6 separate regions of the Mus musculus genome follow, and all the other regions are linked to region 1. A link is a contact called in public Hi-C, HiCAR-type and promoter capture Hi-C data. All regions are on one chromosome and are shown on one strand. Each heading gives the region's core, a stretch centred on a gene start, on an enhancer-like site or on the middle of the called end of the contact. The rest is flanking DNA. Distances are from core to core; before and after follow the strand shown. Region 1 holds the start of Mrfap1 (Morf4 family associated protein 1). Region 2 holds the start of Lrpap1 (low density lipoprotein receptor-related protein associated protein 1). Region 3 holds the start of Acox3 (acyl-Coenzyme A oxidase 3, pristanoyl). Region 4 holds the start of Wdr1 (WD repeat domain 1). Region 5 holds the start of Tmem128 (transmembrane protein 128). Region 6 holds the start of Zbtb49 (zinc finger and BTB domain containing 49).

Evidence for each region. Promoter capture Hi-C pulls out the DNA fragments that hold promoters and counts their contacts. A called contact is a pair of places that touch in the nucleus more often than the background predicts. HiCAR-type assays count read pairs that join an accessible place to other places. Capture Hi-C pulls out chosen DNA fragments and counts their contacts.
Region 2: a promoter capture Hi-C map of pre-B cells shows a contact between it and region 1, with 2.2 times the contacts expected there. The contact joins the promoter of Lrpap1 here to the promoter of Mrfap1 in region 1. A contact is called at or near these places in 2 of 39 promoter capture datasets (embryonic stem cells and pre-B cells).
Region 3: a Hi-C map of B cells shows a contact between it and region 1, with 5 read pairs. The contact joins the promoter of Acox3 here to the promoter of Mrfap1 in region 1. A contact is called at or near these places in 6 of 39 promoter capture datasets (3T3-L1-derived adipocytes, hematopoietic stem and progenitor cells, liver and 2 more), 1 of 484 Hi-C or Micro-C datasets (B cells) and 2 of 9 other capture datasets (adipose tissue and liver).
Region 4: a promoter capture Hi-C map of liver shows a contact between it and region 1, with 3 times the contacts expected there. The contact joins the promoter of Wdr1 here to the promoter of Mrfap1 in region 1. A contact is called at or near these places in 2 of 39 promoter capture datasets (the 3T3-L1 cell line and liver).
Region 5: a contact with region 1 is called in a promoter capture Hi-C map of adipose tissue, with 2.4 times the contacts expected there. The contact joins the promoter of Tmem128 here to the promoter of Mrfap1 in region 1. A contact is called at or near these places in 1 of 39 promoter capture datasets (the 3T3-L1 cell line) and 1 of 9 other capture datasets (adipose tissue).
Region 6: a contact with region 1 is called in a HiCAR-type map of astrocytes, with 4 times the contacts expected there. The contact joins the promoter of Zbtb49 here to the promoter of Mrfap1 in region 1. A contact is called at or near these places in 1 of 39 promoter capture datasets (pre-B cells) and 1 of 115 datasets of contacts at active chromatin or transcription factors (astrocytes).

Annotation. Positions count from the first base shown.
Region 1 is chr5:36,795,162-36,798,137 of GRCm38.p6, reverse strand. It overlaps Mrfap1 (Morf4 family associated protein 1), which reads left to right and starts at 1,384. Exons shown (of 2, transcript NM_026242.3): 1 at 1,384-1,935; 2 at 2,194-2,976. The coding sequence starts at 1,545. The coding sequence ends at 1,922.
Region 2 is chr5:35,104,316-35,107,015 of GRCm38.p6, reverse strand. Lrpap1 (low density lipoprotein receptor-related protein associated protein 1) reads left to right here and starts at 1,317. Exons shown (of 8, transcript NM_013587.3): 1 at 1,317-1,537. The coding sequence starts at 1,325.
Region 3 is chr5:35,581,702-35,584,542 of GRCm38.p6, reverse strand. Acox3 (acyl-Coenzyme A oxidase 3, pristanoyl) reads right to left here and starts at 1,509. Exons shown (of 19, transcript NM_030721.3): 1 at 1,409-1,509; 2 at 568-667. It overlaps 4931431C16Rik (RIKEN cDNA 4931431C16 gene), which reads left to right. Exons shown (of 4, transcript NR_045807.1): 4 at 969-2,841.
Region 4 is chr5:38,560,080-38,563,122 of GRCm38.p6, reverse strand. Wdr1 (WD repeat domain 1) reads left to right here and starts at 1,424. Exons shown (of 15, transcript NM_011715.3): 1 at 1,424-1,607; 2 at 1,922-2,043. The coding sequence starts at 1,592.
Region 5 is chr5:38,258,840-38,261,800 of GRCm38.p6, reverse strand. Tmem128 (transmembrane protein 128) reads right to left here and starts at 1,616. Exons shown (of 5, transcript NM_025480.4): 1 at 1,309-1,616. The coding sequence starts at 1,399.
Region 6 is chr5:38,219,081-38,221,935 of GRCm38.p6, reverse strand. Zbtb49 (zinc finger and BTB domain containing 49) reads left to right here and starts at 1,482. Exons shown (of 8, transcript NM_029162.3): 1 at 1,482-1,613. Lyar (Ly1 antibody reactive clone) reads right to left here and starts at 1,454. Exons shown (of 9, transcript NM_025281.3): 1 at 1,301-1,454.

The DNA.
Region 1 (2,976 bases), core at 135-2,634:
TCTTTCCTTAATGTGACACTGATACATTATTGGTAACTCAGAGGGAATCACTAATGGGTACAATCCATGTGCAGGGTTTTGGGTGGATTCATGGGTTCAACTAATTTGCTGGGTTGTACAGTAGAAGCTGTCTTAGCCATAGAGATCACATTCCCACCAATTAAGACGGGAGGGAGGGGCAGAGTGAGAGGGTGAGGGAGGGGAAGGGAGAGTAGTAGCGAGAGGGAGAGAAAGAAGAGAATTTCCTGGGATCAATGTATACCAGCCTTTCCCCATGTCAGGGTTCTGCAGTCTAAGTATCCTGATGCAGTGTGCAACAGTATCCCATTGTCCTCTGAACCATTTGCTTATTCATGTTCTTACCCTGGATTATTTTTAAACAAAAGCCACTGAGTGTAGAGTCCAATTAAAGATATGCACTTTATATATGCCTATGGTTGGTTTTTGCAAAATGGTTTCACGACTTGTGGTTAGAAAACCAGTGAGATACATAGTTTAGATTCCTGAGAAAGTACTGTCTGATCGTAGACTAAGAATTCGGCATCTCCCCTTAAAGTTCAGTGTTGGTTGAGTAACAGTTACGCAAATGTAGTCGTCTGAGCCAACTTCTGTCCTTTCCACAGCAAGTGATCACCAACTGAATGTGACCTGGGGCCTCAGAAAGCATCAGACAATAGTTTCACCTTAGGAAGCCAGGAGCTCTGTCAGGTAAAAACACACCCAGCCACTCCGTCAATCAAGATATGATAATTCACTTAAACTAACCAAAGGGGCGGAGCTATGAGCAGGATGACTGTCCACACATGGCTTTCCAAGATTCCTCTTTCCCCAGTTTCGAAAAACTGTTTTTGTTGTTGTTGTTGTTGTTTGTTTGGTGGTTTTGATTTGTTTTGAAACAGGGTCTATGTACTGAACTCACTATGTACACCAGGATGACCTCAAACTCAAGGATCGGTCTGCCTGCCGCCTCTACCTCCCAGGTGCTGGAATTAAAGGCGGGCTCTTTTTCTTTTTTAAAAGTAAACTTGTCGGGTGCGGTGGCTCACACCTGCGACACGGGAAGCTACGGCAAGAGGACTGCCTAGAGTTCAAGATCAGTTTAAGCCAAATAATTGAGTTCCAGGCCAGCCTTGGCTACAGCGTGAGGTCCTGTTTCAAAAAGTAAATAAATAAAATCGGAATAAGATACAGGAAGGGACGAACTTCGCATCACCCAGAGCAGCTGCAAAAGCTGCGAAAGGGAGGCCGACCTAATGTCAGCGCGCGGCCGCAGAGGCGCTCGCCCCGCCCCTTCGTGGACGCGAGCGCGCCCGCCCCTTTCAGCGCGGCCGTAAAGAGGGGGCGCGGAGGTGTCGTGAAAGGGGTCGCAAAGCGCCGAGCGCTGGTTGACGGTTGAGACTCCATTTTGTTCGTCGCTCGCCCGCTCGGCAGTCACTCGTCTCCGTGGCTTCTCCGAGGCGGAAAGTTGGACCGGCGGCGGAAGTTTTGAGGACTCGGCCCGAGCTCCGTCCGTGAGGGTCGTGCAGACGAGCAGAGCAGCGGCGATGCGGCCCCTGGACGCGGTGGAGCTGGCGGAGCCCGAGGAGGTGGAGGTGCTGGAGCCCGAGGAGGACTTCGAGCAGTTTCTGCTGCCCGTCATCCACGAGATGCGCGAGGACATCGCGTCGCTGACGCGCGAGCGCGGGCGCGCGCCGGCGCGCAACCGGGGCAAGCTGTGGGAGATGGACAATATGCTGATCCAGATCAAGACGCAGGTCGAGGCCTCCGAGGAGAGCGCCCTCAACCACCTGCAGGGTGCCGGCGGCGCCGAGCCCCGCGGCCCCCGGGCGGAGAAGGCCGACGAGAAGGCGCAGGAGATGGCGAAGATGGCCGAGATGCTGGTGCAGCTCGTGCGGCGGATAGAGAAGAGCGAGTCTTCGTGAGGAGCCGGCCGCGGTAAGGGCGGGAGCCTGGCGGGGCGTGGGCGACGGTGGGGGAGGAGGCTGGCTTGTCGCCTCGGGAGTAAACTAGGCCCCCCCTGGGGAAGGAGTAATAGCAAATCGTCGGCGGGGAGACCGTGGAAGTTTCCAGATGGTGCTGGAGAGCATGGGGCCCTAAGTGAGACAGCGTCCAGAAGGGGGCCGGGTATTTGCTTTGCTGTCCGGACAGCGTGATTAACCTCTCGGTGATGAATCTCTCCCGCCCGTGCCTTAGGTTTCCAGCCAATGGATTCTGGTTGAGTGATGGCGATTGGCTGACATGACACCCTGGAGAAGCTGAAACCAGAGAGCCTTTTGTTTTCCTTTTTTTTTTTTTTTATCTCCTTCTTATTTTTTTTTCTTTTCCCCTCTGTCTTCCCTCTGTTTCTCACTGACACTACGTTTCTGCTATGGTCTGCGGTTGACGACCTCGATATGAGTTTTTGATTATTCGGTGGTTCCTTTTTTTTGTTTGTTTGGGGGAAATAACTTTGATTTGGAAAATGCGCTCACATACGGGAATTAGGGCCTAGATTGTAAGCCCTGTGGCAGTTGAATAACGTTCATTCCTGGCCTTTGGTTGTTGTTCCTAAATTTTGAGGTGCTTTGCTCTTTCTTGGGTGACCTGATAGCTCCCTGAACTTTGAATCTCTGTGACACTTGAGACTCAGAGTTGAAGCTCACCGCCTCTGAAAGTTCTGAAGGAGCTGTGTTAATTCTCGAAGACTCCATGCAGCAATGGCAGAAGAGACCAGACTTCATCCGGGACAGTGGATGGGCCTTACATGGCTAGGACTGATGACCTGGGAGAAGGGTCGGAGGATAGTATTGTTTCTATTGGGGGACTTTAATTTCTGTGTGAGACCAAAGGAGGAGAGATGTATTTTGTGCAAAATTTAAATTTTATGTGCTACACTATCTATTGTAACCTGCCTGGTGAGTTTGTTGGGACAGCCTAACTCATTTCTAAAAGAAATGGAACCTCGGATGGGAGAAGAGGTCTTGTTAGTCTGTACAA
Region 2 (2,700 bases), core at 68-2,567, 1.7 Mb after region 1:
CGGGCAAAGTGGTGCACACCTTTAATCCCAGTATCTGGGAGGCAGAGGCATACAAATCTCTGAGTTTGAGGCTAGTTTGGTCTATATAGTGAATGCCAGGATAACCAGAGCTAACCAAACCAAACCAAAAATAGATCTCAGAAAACAGGTGCTAACGTCTGCAAACCACCAGGGTTCCAGATATACTGAACCCTTTTTGTGGAAACACAAAATACAGCTTAAAACTATTAAAAAAAGAAAAAAGCACCACTCCCCCCAAATATCCCCTACCCTTGTCCTCCATGTATCTCCCTATTGGAGACCCTTTCTGGTTGTACTGGTTAGTTTTGTGTCAACTTGACACAGCTGGAGTTATCACAGAGAAAGGAGCTTCAGTTGGGGAAATGCCTCCACAAGATCCAACTGTAAGGCATTTTCTCAATTAGTGATCAAGTGGGGAGGTCCCCTTGTGATTGGTACCATCTCTGGGCTGGCAGTCTTGGTTCTATAAGAGAGCAGGCTGAGCAAGCCAGGGGAAGCAAGCCAGTAAGGAACATCCCTCCATGGCCTCTGCTCGGCTCCTGCTTCCTGACCTGCTTGAGTTCCAGTCCTGACTTCCTTGGTGATGAACAGCAGCATGGAAGTGTAAGCCGAATAAACCCTTTCCTCCCTAACTTGCTTCTTGATCATGATGTTTGTGCAGGAATAGAAACCCTGACTAAGACACTGGTCATCCTTACCAGACGACTCTTCTGCCTGTCCCTCCTGGGCCCAAACTGCTGGTGCCTGTACCAGACTCCTGGGTTCCTCGAGCACCAGGTTGTCACCAGGCCAGGCCATGTCCCCAACAGGCTTGCTGGGCCTCACTATGTCCATTGGATTTTCTCCAGGGCTGCAGGTGCAGAGACTAGGCAAGTGCACAAAGCCTTCCAAACAGAAACCCCGGAGGGGAAGTGTCTGGGATGTGTCCCAAAGACGGAGCTGAGATAGCTGCTCCCGGGTTTAATGGCAAAATCATCTTCCGCCGCACTTCTTGTGTGATTACGAGGAGTGGGGCGGTGCATAAGTGCGCTTTCCCAGCTGCTTCTCCTTACAGCCCCGCTAGTGAGCTCTGAATTTTGCAGCCCCAGCGTGAAAATACCTTGGGATAATTGCTCTTTGCTGGTGTTGGGCAGGGCGGAGCCAGAGACCGAAAAGTGGGCAGTCATATGGGCGGGGCCTGGGGTGGGCGGGATCGGATTGAGAAGGGAGGCGGGGCCTCGCGGAGACCGGTTGATGGGCGGGGCTACAGATGGGCGGTCCTACAAGACCCAGTCCTGTCAGTCTGCTAGCGCTTCAGAGGAAGATGGCGCCTCGAAGAGAGAGGGTCTCTACGCTGCCCCGGCTCCAACTGCTAGTGCTGTTGTTGCTGCCGCTGATGCTTGTGCCCCAGCCCATAGCAGGCCATGGCGGCAAGTACTCGCGAGAGAAGAACGAGCCGGAGATGGCCGCCAAGCGCGAGTCCGGGGAGGAGTTCCGCATGGAGAAGCTGAACCAGCTATGGGAGAAGGCCAAGCGGGTGAGCGGGGCCAGGGAGACGCGCGGGGATGGGGGCGAGGTGCTGCGTGTGAGCGAAGGAGAGCAGGGCCCTGATTGAGAGGCCAACATAACCTCTGGGACGGGGAACGGCCTACCCTTTGTACAGCCCCCCTTTAAATGTCAGGTGGGCCATCTTGACCTCACTTGTAATAAGAGACCCATAGGCCCTAAAGGAACTTGGTGCTGGTGTCAAGGGCCTGTGGTTGCCTTTAGTGCAATTAGGGACCCTAAAGAATGAGTGACACCCACCCTTCCTAGCTGTGGACACCTCTGCCCAAAAAGCTAATTTTCCAAAGAGCCAATTCAGATGGAGGTAGAGGGGAGGGGGGGCACTTTCTACATGGGGCCAGACTTGGAAGTCTTTTCTTTATCTGTATTTACTCCAATGAAAGAAAAAAAAAAACGGTGCCCTGAGATAAGACTGTATGGAGATTGCAGAAGCCCCAGTTGCTAATGGAGCTGGTTAATTTGGGTAAAGCAGTTCCTTAGGGGATTGGAATTCCTTAGTATAGGTAAACACTACACCCTGTCTGGGGAATGCTGAAGTTAGATTTAGTAGCTATGCTAATCTCTCTTCCTTTTGAAATGGAGATATCCAGAGCCTGAGGGCTGGCCTGGAACTTGGGTCCCCTCCCAGATTACAGTCCTAGGCTAGGACTTGGGCTTTTGTTTAAGTATTCTTTCAGAGCCACACTATCTTCCTCTAGAGCTTGCAGAGGGTTGCCCTTTAGCCCTCCAGCTTAAACATTCCTGAGTTTGAGGGGAGAGTAAATAATTTGCAAACTAAGTGATTTTTTAAAATAAAACCGTGTAGAACTTTGGCCCTGGAGACTTTGGATGGAGAGGTAGTTGGGAGGTTGGCTTCTGGGGAAGGGGAGTGGTGCCTCACAGACAGCTTAGTGGCCAGCCAGTGTCTTTGAGAGACTGCTGCAAGAGGGGGACAAGTGTCCAGCCTGCAAAGGTTTAGGACAGCCCTGTGGCCTGGAAAAGCAGTTCAGCTTTCTGGGGGAAGGGTCCGGGAGCAGAGCTGGGAGTGGCTGTGTGAAGAGCATGGGAGCAGTGGGAACCATCTAGGGTAAAAGGCTGGCTGTCCCTGACCGCCATCTCCAGGGGTGTGCCCACGGGATGAGTGTGCTTCACCTG
Region 3 (2,841 bases), core at 260-2,759, 1.2 Mb after region 1:
TAATCAAAATACTTCTGAGGCAGAGGCAGGAGGATCAGACATTACAGGCAGTTTGAGCTACATGAGACTCTGAGTAAAAAAGGAACCTTTGAGCATGTTGTCACTCACTCTCACTTCTTCTTCTTCTTCTTTTTTTTTTTTTTTTTTTTTTCCTGAGACAGGGTTTCTCTGTATAGCCCTGGCTGTCTTAGAACTCACTTTGTAGACCAGGCTGGCCTCAAACTCAGAAATCCACCTGCCTCTGCCTCCCAAGTGGTCACTCACTTCTTAATTAGCATGCCACAATAGTTCAATGAGAAGGAACCATTTTTGTGACAACTGTGGAGAGGACAAAGTTCTCATACTCAAAAATCACCTGCCCTGGCACAGATTCATAGGTAATGAGAAAGTGAATTTCTTCTTAATTAAAAACATCGATGGCAAAGGAGCAAGGTGCTTTGGTCTAGATCCCAAAGATCCCAAGCCACATGAGGCTACCAACACAGCCACACTGGTGCAGATCAAACAAACAAAGCCCACAGAGCCAAGCTGCCTCAATAATACAGTTTACCAATTCTGTGAACTTACCGACCTGCTTTGTCCCCGTTTCTCAGAAGCAACGATAACTCTGCACACGGGGCAGTGTCTGCCACGTTCCTGGGACTCAAATCAGGCACTTGTGATGTTCCTGAGGTAAATGACAGTTTCATTATCACTGTTCTGACACAACTTTCCTCCAGTCCTTTAGTCTATTCAAAATAAAAAATTATGAGGCCCTAGTTTTGGTCTGAAGTCCTATATGGATGTCCCCTACAGACCAGACCCAACCAACATAGAGTCATTAACATCACACATTGTGTTATCAGACTGAAACTTTCAGGACACCTGGGAGATTGGTACCACCTGACCTTACGGTAAGGATTTCCTTCCTGCTTCAGTCTTACAACAAAGTAGCAGATGACCTGACCTTGTTTCTGTTCCTCTTCTAGGTCCCGCTTTTAAGAGTCAGTGTTATGTTGGCATAATGGACTGACCCATGATGCCAAGACTGAGTCAGGAGGATAGCGTTCGAGGGCAGCCGGATCAACTGAGACTCAAACGGAGAACTAAGGTTTCAGGTGTAGATCAGCGGTAGCGCACTTCCTTAAGAATTCGCTAAGTCCACAATGCACTTGAGAAGTATAAATAGTGTCCTGCCCGGGCACAGTAGGGAGCAGTCCTCAGACACTACAAATTCAACTTACAAGCTAACTTTGTTCTGTCTTGGGATACCTCCCGGCCGCCGAGCAGATTGTAAAAAGCTGCGGTCAGTTCGTTCTCCCGCTAGCGAGTATGATGTCAGGCAGAGTGCAAACGCCAGCAGTCACCCCAGCCTGAGCTCCTGCAAACCCTTCCTGTCTGGAATCTCCCGGGCCCGGCACGTCCTCACCTCCCGGATCCAGCTTGGGATTCGTGGTCCTAGTCAACCCGGCGTCTGGAGGACACTATTTATCAGGAATATCCTGACTTCTGAGGGCGGAGCAAGCTGGTGGTGCCGCCCCGCCCCACCCCGCCCCATCCCGGACATCATCCCTCCCTTGACTGGGGTTGCTGCCGGCTGAAGCCTTGCGTCATCATTCTGAGCCGCCCCGTCGCCAGGGAAACGCGGACGCTTCCGAGAGCTCAGCTCAAATGCGGTTCCGGGTTTAGAGTTTAAAGGATTTCATTCCGGTTGCCTTCTCCCGGGTTAGATGCTTCGGGCTTATTCAGAAACCGCCTTCGGTCAGAGCTGTCGTGTTTAGGTCCAGGCCTCTCGTGGCTCTGGGAGCACTTCCAGGAGAGTTGGACCGCGGATCCATTAAGATGCACTTTACTCAGAATTGCTCCTAATTTTCCAGATGGCTTCCTTGCTAGGCACTCCTAAATAGTGCTCGAGTTGGCAGATTCCCAAAGTCACTACAGAACTGCTCAGCGCACCCCTGGCTAGGAGTTTCTGAGCAAATATCTGCTTGTCCAGCCAGGACTTTCATCATTGTGGTACAGCTGAGAGGAAATGTGTGCCTGCATGGGTACAGCTGATACCTTTGAAAAGGACTAAAATGATGGATAATGGAGTTAGGGCCAGAGAAAGATGCTGAATTCCGTTTCAGAGACAGACTTAAGGCATTGGGATCAGACACAAGTGGACTCTGCCGCTGCCAGCTAAGGCTGGGAGCTGCTTGCCTTACTGCATAACTACTTTGTCCGCAGCAATTACTGCATTTATGGCTCTGACTCAGAACACACTTGCAGTCACAGGTGTCAGTGGGGCTTTCCTATTGGAAAGTAGGGAGTCCTGCACATGGGTCATGAACTCATAATGGAGAGGACTGACTCCAGAAAGAGGTCCTTCAATCTCCAGGAACATTCCCTGGTACATTAGTGCCTGCACACACTATACAATTATTATTATTATTACTAATAATAGTACTAATAATTATTAATAATAATAATAGCAAAGGGAAATGACTGAAGGGAGGGCAGCCTAAGGAATATGATTGCTCCCACCATAAACAGTCACCAAATAAACTCAGATAAACCAAGAACAAATGCATCCTTCTCACCTGGGGTGCAGTTGTCACAGGGCCTCCCACCACCAAGCAGGGGAACCTGGCAGCAAAGGCAGAAGACAGCAGCCACCAACCCTGGATGCCTTGCTCTAGTCTAGCCTAGAAGTTTCCGGAAACAGAGAAGCACTCCTACCCAGTCACCTTCATAGTGCCTGAACAGCTGGTAAGATTGTCTTCTGCCTTTCTGAAGAGTCTGAATGGGCAGTCAGTCTCCACCGGCATTTACAACCTGAACTCTGTCATTGCAAGGAGTCCTTGAGTTCACAGGGCTGCT
Region 4 (3,043 bases), core at 175-2,674, 1.8 Mb before region 1:
AGGCACCACCCCACAGTTCCCTGCAACAAACAGGTATGCCTGACTCACTATAAAAGGGGCTACTTGCCCCTTCCTCATTCTCTTCTCTTGCTCCCTTCCTCTTCTGTCCCTTTTCTTCCGGATCCCCGCCCCCCCCCCCCAAACCAACTCCAAATGTTCATGGCTGGCCTCTACTCTGTCTTTCTGTCTCTACTATCCCCTCAACTCTCCTCCCCATGTCCTAAATAAGCTATTTCCATATTATACTGTTCTGTGGCTGGTACCTCAGGGGGAGGGGATGCCTCAGTTCAGGATGGGCCCTCAGAGGCACCCCTTTCCCCCACAACATACTGCACCTCCACCAAACATATCCCTGGCTTCTTTTTCTTTTCTTTTCTTTTTTTATATAAAACATAACAGGTGGGATCCCTAGACAAGCAATCCTGGCAAACAAAAGGTCACAGAGGGCAGGGGGTAACATTCATAGAACCTTAAAAATACTAGTCTATCAGCACAAGAGACTAGGTACTAAGGAAAACAGACTTTTCAAAAAATACTGAGGTTCCCACACAGGACCTACCGAGTACACTTAAACTCTTCTCTACGAAACCTGGGCACTCCTATAGGCTATAAATTCATTTAACTGCTAACTAGATGGCAGTTAAGATTAAGATAAGCTAGAGGAGAATCAGGTGGGTGTCCAGGTGAACCAGGAGAGTGGGGTGGGACTGGTCCGCAGGGTAATTAACAAACCTGGCTCCAAAGCAGAAATGGACTTTTTCATTTGCTGCAAATTCCTAAGAGCTCTCCTTTGAAAGCCCACTTTCCGGGTTTCCAACTAGGGCTTCAGAACTTTTCAATCAAGTAACCAGAGGACTTCATCTTGCCCTAATCAAAACCTGCGAGACTCAGAAAATTCCAGGTTTTGCTTTCTTTCCCTCTCCATGAAAAGAATTCCACCCTCACGCCCTCCCCAGAGCGTGTTAGGAAACAACCCCTGCCATCCTTAAGAATTACAGTTCTTTATTCTTGGCTTCTTTGCTACTAGGAAGTTTCATGCAGGAGGGAGAGGGAGTGAGACGGGGAAGTTCCTAAACATACCCAGTGAAAGGCAAACAAACAAAACCCCATACGCCCAGTGGCTTCAAGTCTTTTGCAAGCCGGGGCGCCAAGCTGGCGTTGGAAAGCTCGAGAAAGATCTGCTCCACAAGAAGGCTCCCGGTGCAAAGGCAGACAGCCCAAGAAAAAAAACCCTCCCGCCCCGCACCTACAACCCTCCGCGCCGCCTTTTCACGGGTCGCGTCACGTCACTTCCGGGGCGGGCCCGCAAGCGGGGCGGGGCGGTGTCCGCGCAGGCTCGTGGGGCTGCAGCCTCCGAGCCGAGCGCTTGACTATATATGGTCAAAGCTGGGGGCGAGCCGCGCCGGGGCCGCGCTTCCGGGTTGGGTTGTCCGCAGCGGTAGCGCGCGGGGCAGGCGCGTACGGGTCTCGGAGCCGGGTCTCGGACCGCCCCCTCCGCGCCCGGCACGCCCGGCGCCGCCTTCCGCGCTGTCCCTGGGCTCGGCCACTGCGAGGTTCCACTCGAGCGCAGCGCCGTAACAAGTGGGCGAGGATGCCGTACGAGATCAGTGAGTGCGTGGGCCTCCGCGCGCGGCCGCCGGCTTCTGGGGTCGGGTGCAGGCGGGAGGGCGCGGCCGGGGTCTTGCACGGCCGCGGGGGTGCGGGCCGGGGACCCCGGAGTGGGCGTTGTGGACTGGGCCGGCCGAGCTGCGGGAGGGACCCCGGGGCCTGACCGCCGCCGCCCGGGAAGTCCGCCGGTCGTGCCCGCAGGCGGCAACAGGTGACCGGCTCGGGACCCCCAGCGCTGACTGACTGCAACTCCCTGGGTCCCGCGAGGCCGGGATTGCCCCTCATGCACCGTGCCGGGTTTGTATCTCCCCAGAGAAGGTGTTCGCCAGCCTCCCCCAGGTGGAGCGGGGCGTCTCTAAGATCCTCGGTGGAGACCCCAAGGGCGATCATTTCCTCTACACCAATGGCAAGTGCGTCATCCTAAGAAACATCGATGTGAGTACTCTTGTGCCCGGCGGGGCCTGCTTCCGTCCCTACCCTGCGAGCTACCTTCAGAGTCGGGAAATTCTTGCCCTTCCGCCCCCTCACCTCCCAGTCAGTTGGCCTGGGGAGAGGGGAGCCACGCCCCTTCTGCCCAGGAGCCACACCTTGGAGGCTCAGTGGACTGGACTGGACTGGTGGTGGTGTCATCCACCTCTACCCCCACAGCCCCGTAGACTGGCAAACTAAGACTTGGGTCTCTTCAGTCCTTAGAGCCAAGGGCTTTGAGTCTGCTGCTGCTTGATCATGGGGTGGCTGTTGATTGGCCCTTCCTGAGCCCAGTTTCCGCATTGGGGAAATGGAGATAGGGAAATGATCCTCCACTTCCCCTGGCTGCCTTGGCTGGCTGAATGAGCTGGTCAGCTGTCCTAATGCTGTCTGTACCTGGCATAAATGGAGCACTTGGTAAATGGCCCTTGTGCTTAATCATCCTAATACCCTGGGCTTCCTGGTATGCTAGAGCCCAGGCCTACACACCCTGTCCTCTGAATGCCAACTGTTACAGACTTGAGTCTCTGAGAGGAAACAGGAACTAGTGAATTCCTCTGGATGGTTCTCTGAAAATGACCTGCTGTCCCCAGAGCAGCAGCTTTTTGGGAGGCCCTTGCAAATTCATGTTTTTTTCCTCTGGTTGTTGAAATGAGTCAGTCTGCTGGGCCTCCTCTCCATTTCCAGGATGTGGCTCAAATCTTGTCTCTCCCGTGCTCAGGCCTGAGGAATGGTGTAGGGTAGAAGCTGAAGGCTGGACTTAGGGCTATGCTTGGCAAAGGGCTGCTAGAGGGGTGGAGGGTTTGATTGACTCTTCCACCAAGGCTGTCACCTTCAGCTCCTGCACGCCAGGAACATCATTAGTCAGGTGAAGTAGCTCATGACACCCCTATCCTCCAAGAGCCTCCCAGCTGGCTGAGGGTAGACCCCAGTTTTTTTGTAAAAAGAGGCTGCAGTTTTGAACTGT
Region 5 (2,961 bases), core at 367-2,866, 1.5 Mb before region 1:
GTCTTGAGTTCTATGCCAAGAACCTACCAAACAAATAACAAAAATGGTAGATTTACATTTGCTGAAATAGTTAATAGGTACTCACTAGAAAATATGCTCAATATTACTGGTTATTGCTGAAAAATGAATCTTGGAATCGCATTTCATAATCTTCTAGCTACAGCAATGCCATCCAGAAGTATGGTATAGCACACACTTTATTTCACATTTCCTCTAGGGAAGTAATTAATTATGTTAACTAAGTAAAATGTCAAAAGCAGGGGAATGAGAGGGTTCAGCAGGTAACATGGTTGCTGCACAAACATGAGAACCTGAGTTCATCCCCAGCATCCACAGAGACAGGTGGATCCAGGGGCCAAGGGACATCTAGTCTCAAAAAAAATGTGGAGACCAAAAGAGCAAGATGCGCAATCTCTGGCCTCCAAAAGCACGTGTACCAATTAATGAGTGCGCATACACTAATAAAAGGAAAACGCCAAATACAATAAAATTTATACCAAAATATTTTAAACAGACATCAGCTTTTGGGGTAGCTCCAACATGGAGTAACACACCAGAGCTGTAGCCCCGGAAGACAGCATAGACTGCACAGTTGACAGGCGAGTCACTGCTCTCCCTGCAAACAAAATGAAGGGATTCCGACATGCCATCTCTGTATGAGGACTACTGGTTTCCAAGTGAGGTCTCTAGACTATCAGTCTGTAGAGAGGTTACTACTAACACAAATTCTTGAAGATATTCTCAAAATGCACACAAACTGCCAGTGTTTATTTTGAAAAGCTAACAAATAAAGTTCTTACAATATCCAGGTCAAACAGCTCTAAAATAAAGTGTATCTCATCCTTACCGTTCTCTAGCCTATAGGAAGCTAGCATGATTCGTTCCTATGAAATTGCTTTTTATTCTGTGCATCTACAGGCAAAAACACATAATGGAGTGTAGTTCGTACCCAAATGGTGACATGTCATAAATATTGTTCTGAGATACCTTCTGAAAACGGCCCACAGGGATACAGAAAAGTCTATCTGATGTCCAGGCAGAGATACATCTAATCCAAACTGATTTTTGCTAGCTTTCTGCTGACAGGCAGCTAAGTACATACATCCGTACCGTATTACATTGGGGCAAAGCTGAAGTGGTCGGTTTTGGTTTTAGTTTTAAAGGGGGTTTCCAAGCCGGCATTAAGTCGACTCTCCACGGAATGCGGAAATACGGCTCAGGGGAGGATGGGATGGTTGAAAGACCTGTCAGGACCCTGGACACCGACTCGCGGCCCCACTCTGGGCCCCAGAGTCTGGGGAGCCTCACCCGGCTTGGCCTCGTCCTCGCAGTCCAGCTCTACTTCGGAAGGAAACAGGTAACGCCGCCGTAGCTGCTCCCGAGCCCACGGAGCGTCCATCTTGGCGCCCGCCAGTGCGACGGAAGTGACCGCACGCAGCACTTCCGGCGCCAGGTCCAAGGGCGGAATCTCCGGACGCTCGGAATAAAACTGTATTACCTTGGCGGTTTTAGTGGGCGAAGAAACCGCACTAAATCACCAAGAAGCACTTGAACTTTAAAATACGGATCTCTGGTCTCAGGAGCAGTGGGTCCCTGTATTATTACTATCTATGGAAGCTCTAAAGGACCAAGGTTAGCGTTGCCTCTGGCTGCGCGGTCCTGAGAACATCCAGTTTCCAGCGCCTAAACGTAGAAAATAACCTTCTATCCAAGGCTAAACTTCCAAGCCCCAGTCTCCCGGTTACTCCAGCTCTGTAGGGGTTCCACCGCTAGTCTGGGATGAGTTGTAGGCAGTCCCAGGGACAGCAAAGAACCGCCAGATTAGGGGGAAACGACCTCTGAGATTAAAAGAAATTGCACTCCCCCAACATCCCTGTCAGTTTACCAGAAAGCAGGAAAGTGACAGGGTTCATATTCAGCATTCTGAGCCCCAATAATGAGCTGTTCTTCCTCATTTTTATTTATTTATTTATTTATTTATTTTTGGTTTTTCGAGACAGGGTTTCTCTGTATAGTCCTGGCTGTCCTGGAACTCACTTTGTAGACCAGGCTGGCCTCGAACTCAGAAATCCACCTGCCTCTGCCTCCCGAGTGCTGGGATTAAAGGCGTGAGCCACCATACCCGGCTTGTTTTTCCTCACTTTTAAGGTTGTTCAGAAGTATAACTCTGAGGCAGATGATACTGCCTCAAGGTCCTCAATTTTTCACTTTCATAGCTTGGATGAGTGAAAGAGCATGCAATCTGACTAACTCTGCAGGAAACTCCCTCCCAGATGTGATGACACCTTTTGCCTCCAGAGTCTGCATTCCTCTTATAAACTGCAGCTTTCCCCAGTTTCTGGGAATTCATTTTGGAAGCAATTCCCCCTTGTTCCAATTTGCTGTAAATAAGGTTTTTGTTTGTTTGTTGTTGTTGTTGTTGTTGTTTGTTTTGATTTGTTTTATTTTTCTGTGATCACTACTTTGGTATTCTGTTCATTTTGTCTCTGGTAATACTTACAGGTTGCATGGCTTTGGGCAAGGAAGGAACCCAAGACTATTTGCTTTTCTGCCTAATAGACATTATATCCATCTCTATATCTGGTTTGTTGGGCTTGAGGGAAAACCAATGGTTTAGGGATCCTGTGAGCCCTCTTCTCTCGGCTTGTGAAAAATAGCCCTCTCTGGACTGTGGGAACCAGCCTTCTTTTCCAGCCAATTGTTCCCACCACCCAGTGCCCATAATCTGCATTTCACTGGATCACAACTTATTCTTCTATCAAGAGTCCTATTGTTTATTCTCCTACTCTTTCCCTAGTGAGTCATGAGCTGAGAAAGTTTGTGCTTAACCAGTCAAGCGTGTATTGCACCTGCTATTCACTATGAACTGCCATGCCTGAGGCCGGACAATGGAGACAAGATGAGTAAGAACTGACCCTGCTCTTGAAGTGCTCCTGGTTCAAACCTGACCTCAGATATAGA
Region 6 (2,855 bases), core at 233-2,732, 1.4 Mb before region 1:
GTCATTACAATAAATTCCCCTAATATGTAGATATCCCACAAGTTCTGTGATTCTAGAGAACCCCGACTAATATAGATCTCTTAGATTCTGGGTGCTGAGAACTGAACTCAGGTCCCCTGGAAGAACAGCAAATACTCTTAATCCCTGAGCCATGCCTCCAGCCCCCTACCTTGTCTCTCTCTCTCTCTCTCTCTCTCTCTCTCTCTCTCACTGGGAGTTTATTAAGCGAGCTGGATAGAGAGCCACAGGGTTCTGTCACCACATCTTGCTTTTTAACCTGGGTTCTGGGCATGGAAATTCATGTCCTCATGCTTGTGTGTCAAGCACTTTACAGACTGGACTATCACTTGTTTAACTCATGTACACACAGAGACAATATTTGCCCTAAAACCAGGCCATCTTAAAGGCCAGGCAGGCAACTGCTCCCTTTAAACTTCAATTTCTCCCCATCTCTGAAATAGGGAGTCGGCCCACTATAACTAGGCACAAGCTCCTTCCAGAATTCCTAGAAATCACAGGTACACTAAAAGATAAAAAAACAGCACATATCTCCACCCTCTTGGGACCCCAGGGGAAGACTATGAGTGGGCCACATGTTTCCACTGAAGCTCAAAGAATCCAAGCCATGCCCCTGCTTCGGTAGAGGCAGTTCAAGTCTCCTCACCACAGCTTCATATGAATAACTTGCAGGTGTTAGGCACTACGGTAGACACTAAACTCTTGACACAATTTGAGCAGGCTTCATATCCCTGGGCTTCGCTGGGCAGAAGCTAGGCTTTCGGGCACATAGACCCCTATCATCTCTCTTACCTCTATCTCCTAGGAGGTAGCTGCTGCAGGAAAAATCCTGACACATGCTGAGCAACCACTATACGCCAAGCCTTTTACCCCTGTAAACTTCACACACACCCTAAATTAGATTCTCTGGTATCCCTTTTGGACAGACGTGGAGCTGGGCACCACTAGGTTAAGTAGCTTGTATCTAGATCGATATTTGGGGGTTCGCGGGCACTTAGGTCTTTGGTCCTCTGAGCTCCAGGAGCCATAAGGTCCTTCCTCCGGACCTAGTTCTCGAGCCTCAGAGAAAAGCCCTCTCCCCATCAGCCAGCAGGTCTATAAGCCCTGTGCGCTGAGGACTAACCGTACCATCTGGCCGGCCCCGAGTGCCGGACTAAAAACCGGGATGCAATATCTCCAGGAACTCAAAAGGCTAGGTTTTGCCCGCGAGCGAGTCCTCAAGGAAGGCAGCCATGCCACCATCGCCCTTCCTCCATGTCCCGGGGCTCCAAGCAGTTCTCACCTGTCAGCCGACCCCGCCAACGGTCTCAACCGGCCGCCGGGAGCACGTGGAGCGGCAGCCACCCAGCGTAGCACCGCCACCGGCTCGCCCAGCCACCCCGCGCAGAACTCAATCCCGGCGGCGCGCGCCAACGCGCGTGCGCGCAGAGGCCACGCCCCTCCCAGACGGAAGTGACGGCGGCGGAAGTTGCCGATGAGCTGCCGAGGGGGCGTTGTCGGAATGGTTCCGAGGCGGTTGGAGTCCTGCAGTTGACACCGAGAGTGCGACGAGAAAGGGTGTCAGGGAGGCGGCCGGGCGAGAGCGGCCTCCGCGGGTAAGGCGGCCCGGGACACTCGACTCCCGTGGGTTGGCGCGGGTAGGGTGCGCGCGGCTTACTCGCAGCGCTGTGTGATGGGGCTCGGCGGAGCACAAAGCTAAGCTCCGGGCACCGGAGCCGGGCCTCCTCCTTCCTGCAGTCACCCTTGCTGCGGTCTGCGCCGCTCTTGGTGTCTGCGTCGCCCCGAGATAGGAGAGGCGCTTATTTCCCCGGGCCCCTAAGCCGCCCCCTGCCTCACTCACCGCGTGATCCTAGGTGCCATGGTGTTCCATCTGTAGGATGCTATTACTGCAGCGCCTACTCCTCGGGACCACGGCAGGTGCTGGGCGCGCCTCTGTGGGAAAGACAGCATCTGGTATACGTTAGTGGGCACTGTTGCTTAAATGACTGAATGAACGTCCAGCAGGCTATGAACAGTATTGTGAGAAACCTCAACCCAGGCGTGGGCGTTTGTTGGTGACAGAGACGTCTCCTGTTTGCTGTGGCTCCTAAAGCAAGGGACAACAGATGAGGTGGTTCAGATGAGAGAGCTTTAGTTTCTCACACTTCTAGAGGACGGCGGGCCATGAATGTGGTGTCATCGGGTTTGCTTGCTTTAGAGGACTGTCCTGGCTTACTGGTGGTCACTCTTGCTGTATCCCCACACAGTCTTCCCTCTGTGCCATCGCAGCTCAGGCATTTCTGCCACAGAACCCATCCGAAGAGGCTCTTTTTAATTTTTAAAATACAGTTGCCTTCTTAAGGGTGTAATTGCTACAGGTATTCAAATTCTGAGGTTCTGGAGAACGCAACGGAATGCATAAAGAGCCCATTAGGTGGTATGCCCTTGTAACACCAGCACTGGGGAGGTGGCGATAGGTGGATTCCTGAAATCAGTGAGCCTCACACCTCAGTAAGAGACCCTTTCTCAAAAAAAAACAAGGTGGACGACTCCTGAGGAACAATGCCTGAGGCTGGCTTCTGGCCTCCACACATATGCACCCTTGTCTACACAAAACATGCACATATATCTGCACATACATTCAGAAAAAGGCATAAAGATAGGCACAGTAGTTAACAACGCCTAAGGACCCCTGTAAAGCTTGATATAAACAGCTTCAGGGCAAACCTCCCACAAATCATCCACCAGTGTTAACTGCCTGACAGAATTACCCCACCAAACTCTGCCGTGGGAGCCTTTTGGTTAAAATTCTGGTGTGGGCTCCTCTTCCCTTCATTTACCTCATCCAAGCTTTTCCC